2 separate regions of the Sparus aurata genome follow, and region 2 is linked to region 1. A link is a contact called in public Hi-C data. All regions are on one chromosome and are shown on one strand. The core of a region is the stretch at or near the end of the contact, and the rest is flanking DNA. Distances in the headings are between cores, read along the strand shown. Region 1 holds the start of gtpbp8 (GTP binding protein 8). Region 2 holds the start of efnb2a (ephrin-B2a).

Region 1 (2,700 bases), core at 37-2,536:
GACAGGTGCAATACTCAGGAAAGGCAGAGGTTTCTGTTTGGAAGAGACCTTTTACCACAGGTAGATATTTGGAGTTGTAGTATACACCTGGGGCGGATGGCAGGAATCAACAGATGTTTAAATGATATGATGTGAGGCTGACGTTGAGGTGCAGGTGCTGTTAGTATTCTGAGACTGTTTGGGATATAACTTAATTAATTCAGTGGACCGAGTAGAGATACAAGTGCTTTGCAGAAAAACACAAATACTGCCCACTGACCTCTGGCTGCGTCAGTGCAGGCACGTGGTCCAGCCTCTCTGCAGAGGTGTAGTAATCAATCTTATGAGACGGTGAAGAGCAGAAGAGCTTTTCTGCTCTAACCATGTCCTCCAAACTGGGATGGAAGAGCTGGAACGGCGTCCGGTCTATAGACCTGAAAAACACGTTCAAAACATGTCAGAGAGAACAAAAACACGTGCCCTGTAGAATCTAGTCCAATACGAAAGGTGTAGAAACAAACCTGTCCAGGTACTGCTCCAGCTCTTTAAAGGGGTAAAGTAAGCTTCGGACTTTCTTTGGTGAAAGCGCTTTGGCTTCCTGAAGCGAAGCGAGTTTATGGACTCTCTGCCGGGAAACAGAGCAAACCTGAGTCCTGGGCTGAAGCCACAGACACCGCCGGAGGCAAAACATCTTCCCAGGCTGATCTCAGACCTTCCTGCAGCTGAGAGAAGGACAGAATATGAGTCAGAACAAGTGCAGCATCACCTAAGAAATAATTCAGCTTTGATTTAGACAGGTGATCTGCAGGGTTGAATTTAAAGGAGGGTAAATGAACCCTGGGAGGATTTCAGCATGACGTGACTTTATGACCATCATACCTCTTCTTAGGAAACGAGAGAGCACTGAGGAGATTCTGTTTTTAAACAGCACACGACTTTAACTTCTTTAAAATATTTATATCATTTATCAAACAACACTCATGCCTTTCCAAAACTTTAAGATGTCTGTTAGACCCGATGTTTGTTTCAGCGTGAGGGTCAAGTGGGACAGGTAAGGTTAGCAAGCTAGCAAAACATTAGCACAACATGGACGATACGTTTGAATTTATCGACATAAATGTATAAACACGAGTTAGTTTAACGACTTACCTGATTATCAGTAAGTTCACTGCTCAAAGATTGAATAATTCCGCATGGTTTGGCCTAAATTCAGCGATATCTAGTGCTGTCATGCCTTCTTCATCTGCAAGTTGCCATTTTCCTCCATGTTGTGTGCAGCGCTCAAAAGGGTCCGGCTGAAACACGTCCGGTTTGCTCAAGTTCCATTTCAACTATTTATTTTATTTTATTTTACTGAAAGTATTCGGATACTTATTTCACTTATTTTAATTAATAAACCAATGGAAAAAATATTGCAGAATAAAATAACGTTTTAATACCACGTGTAAAACTGTAATTTTAAAATACGTTTAAACCTTATAATTCACATTTTATCTTAAAAAATGTAATATATAAATATATTTATTGATTCGACTTTTACCACTACTAAAACTGCTACTGCTAATAATGATATTGATTTTAATAGTATGTGTTGTGTTGTGTATTATACTGTATATTTAAAAAAACCCTATATTTTAAAAAAGTGCTTTCATTTCCTCCTTTTTTCTGCTTGGGGATATTGCTGTAATGTACCATCTTCTAGTGGTAATTCAGTTGTACACTAGTGGGTTTGTGCAATAATTTGAGCTAATAAAGGTATAACAGGTTTTTACTGAATTTAACACTCACAAATTTAAGACAGAAACGAAGCAATACTGAGGGAAAGCAGGGCACTTTCTGTATGTTTTCCCCTAAAACTTTATTTCAACTTGTGCATTTTTGTAAATGTGGAACAGCTCAAGCTACAGGACACAAATCATTATCACATGTCATATGATAAAAGTGTGAGACCTTCAGATTCAAGTAGCAGACGATGAAATGAGACTCTGAAGAGGCTAAAACAAGATTGCTGTGCTCACATCTCTATCCCCGTGCTATTCTAATATTACATACTTCATCGGCTCCTAATTAATGAGCGTGACTCCTCTTTTAGCTTCAGCTACATTCTTCACGTTGATGCATGGCTGCTGAAACATACAGAAACATTCTTGTGTTCCTGCTCTTGGATGAAAAACGTCTCCCATCCGCGGGGAAAGGTGCAGTTCTGGCTGTCACATACATCCTCCATCACCCCCTTGTTGGGGATTATTGAGGATTATAATACCGACGTTTACGTTGAGCACGCCAAAGAAACGTCTTCATAAATTTGGCAATAGGAGGTGGCTGTGATAGGAGCGACTCCAGGCTTCTCTCCCACTCGGCATTCTTTTACACTGAGACTCCCAGTAGGAAATGGAGTTTCATCAATAGCTGCGTTCAAGTGGTGCTCAGGTTTCACAGGTTCATGCACACAAAGTGGTTAGCCTTCCGTCTGTGAGTGTACTCCACATTCCTCCGCGTGGGGAGAAGAAATCAGTTGTCATATTTATCCGGCTTTGATTAATAGCCTCGAAAGCCTTTTTTAATTTGAAATGTAGAATATTCGGGGCACTTCAGGGATCTCGCTTCAGAATAAATCACTGTTACCCACTCACAGTGTTTTCTCTCCACGTGGTGGCAGCGCAGGCTGCAGAAAGCGTCGCTCTGCACTCAGGCTGATATGTTAAATATCTGCCGTCACCA
Region 2 (2,700 bases), core at 111-2,610, 890 kb after region 1:
CGTGAAGCTGCAGAGCGGGTGGAGATCTATTAGGATTGATTTATTTTTTTTGTATGTATTAATCGTTGAGGGGAAACTCGGCGCGCACACACACATGACCCGCTAATCTGCCTTTATTTTCCCGATATCTGACTTTAGAGACGCGGCTCACTGCAGATCAGCAGCCTGCGTGATGTCAGCGAGAATTAAAAGCGAGGATAAAAATTCAAATGTTTAAATCACGCGACTCTGAGAGCGCTTTGTGCCTCTGAATGTGTGCTGAAATGAAGAGGTGTTTCAGGAAAACTACAGAATGACGACTGGTTTTATTTTACGCGTCGGAGCGAAGAGCGGCGAGCGAGTCAGCCTTAAATTGCCTGATTTTTCAACGGAGTCTGGCATGAAATCGTCTCCTGCACGGGAGAGCGTATACGAGCGCTACGGGGGCCGATAACCGGCGCGGCTTGTGCTCCACTTACTTGGTATTTGTTGTGTTCCAGTAGATGGACTCCAGGATGAGCGCCCGGCACAAGTCCACTTTGAAGGCAATAAACAAAACTCCGAAATAATATCTCCACATCGAGTCCCCCATGGTGAGCCTGCGCGCCTCCGGGTGGGGTGCACAATCCTTCTCAAAATCACCAAATGTGTCCACGCAAAATAAATCAGGCGACAAGCGCTCCAGGAAGGGCTGACGGCGGCAATCTCTTCAGCTTATATCCCGATCCAGAGGGGCTGCGCACGGACAACAAACCCAAGATCAGACGTAGAGGAGCATCTCCTGCTCCAACAAACCAAAAGGCGCACGGCAGCAGTTCATTCAGCGGGCAGTGCGTTTATATTCTCCCCTTCAGAGCGCTGAAATACATCCCTCAGAGAGAAGAAGAAAAAAAGAAAGTGGTGTTGTCCGCTGTGGACCGGGCGGCAGATGGAAATCAATACAAATATAAATCCTCTGCGTTATAGTCCAGCAGTGCAGCCAAAGATCCAGAAGAGCAGCAGCAGCACAGAGACGGACAAGAGATGGCTGGCTGGTTGGAATGGTGAGATTATTCCCCCTTTCAGCTGGAGCTGCTGCTGCTGCTGCTGCTGCTGGTGGTGGTGGAGGTGCTGGTGGAGGTGGCGGTGGTGGTGGTGAGCAACAAACTGTGGGTGACAGCAGCAGAAAAATGAGAAGGGCGAAGCAATGAGGTCGGATGGTCAAAATTAAGAAAATGATCAAATATGAGGATGAAAGAAATCAAAGGAGCTGGAATGGAAGTTCTCATACTCGAGGTCCCCAGAACACAACGCGCTGCGGCTCCTGCAAAGATCCGGATCCAAAAACGCCCGCAGAGTACGCAGGGGTGATGCCTCAGCGCTGCTCCGAAACCTGGATGGAGAGTAACTGCAAGGGAGCGCGACTGGGAATATTTGGTGGAGCTGGTTTTACCGAGGCCCCGCCCACCGCTGCTGCTGATTGGTCCCCACGGCCAGGGGAAGTGAATAGGAGCTGCGCTGTCAGTCAAAGGAGGGGAAAGGCAACTGGTTCAGTTCGGTGAAAAAATGGTGAGGAATCACAGCCGAGTGTACTTCTGACCAACAAGACAGGTGGAGGAATCAAACCCCGAACCCCGAGGACGTGTCAATTATGTCCAATTATGACGTAATAAGATCACATCACACACATATAGAACATCCAAATTAATAAAGATGCAACACTCCTCCTGTAATCAATAAAAAAAGATGTGAGCAGGTTAACGGCGCGCACCAGACTCCATGTAAATATCTGCTGTTTTAACTCCAACGTGCGTAAAACAAAAGATAACGCGCACTTCTCGCGTGTTTATGGCTCCATAATGAAAACAACGAGCTCCCATAAGGCTCACACACACACACACACACACACACCTACACACACATGCATGTATCTCCATTGAATGCGCTCTGCTGCGGCTCAAGTTTTTTCGAAAGGCACGAGCGCCCACTAGCGGAAAGAAAAACCGCTCTGGGGACATAAAACACACAGAAACAATCGAATTATGTTTTTATTTTACATTTAAATAAAACTTAAAATATCAGAATAAAACAGTTTTAATTTAGAACAAATGGAACCGAAGATTGAAGCGTTTAAAGCAGAGTTTCATTCACATCCAGAGGAGGGTTACAAATAAAATGTTCTTTAAACTTCTGAGGAGTTTGAGTTTTTTTATATACTGAATTAATTCTTTAACAAATAAAGTGATGTAATGTACGATCACCCGCATCATCACGTGTGTGTATTGCGCCGTTTGCGCCGCATCCGGAACTATTACAACATTATTTTAACAAACATTAAAGTTCCTTAATTGAATCGACACATTCACACTTTCTGCAAACACTTAAATCTTTTAGTGAATGGCCGCTAATTTAACGAGCACACACACACACACACACACACACACACACACACCTCTGGCAGCTCAGAGAAAGTAACGTGTGAACTTTTGGCACTTTTCAACGACTTAATTCGATCAGCTCGTTTCTTCTCGCTGTGGATTGAGGGAGTCCGATCCGTCTCCTGTCCGCTCCTGGCCCCGGGAATAAACACACACACACACACACACACACACACACACACACACACACACACACAGAGGACGGTGCGCGCGGCTCCACCCGCACCGCACACGGGATGTTTATTGCGGCAGCTGCGTGAACTTTAGATTTAATTTGATGTGTCAGATTAACGAGGCGGAACTT

What was found. A called contact is a pair of places that touch in the nucleus more often than the background predicts.
Region 2: a Hi-C map of an unstated tissue shows a contact between it and region 1, with 5 times the contacts expected there. The contact joins the promoter of efnb2a here to the promoter of gtpbp8 in region 1. A contact is called at or near these places in 2 of 2 Hi-C or Micro-C datasets (skeletal muscle and an unstated tissue).

What each region holds. Positions count from the first base shown.
Region 1 is chr9:33,099,090-33,101,789 of fSpaAur1.1, forward strand. It overlaps gtpbp8 (GTP binding protein 8), which reads right to left and starts at 1,287. Exons shown (of 8, transcript XM_030427423.1): 1 at 1,129-1,287; 2 at 501-701; 3 at 260-413. The coding sequence starts at 670.
Region 2 is chr9:33,993,100-33,995,799 of fSpaAur1.1, forward strand. It overlaps efnb2a (ephrin-B2a), which reads right to left and starts at 1,361. Exons shown (of 6, transcript XM_030428691.1): 1 at 1,250-1,361; 2 at 459-1,125. The coding sequence starts at 571.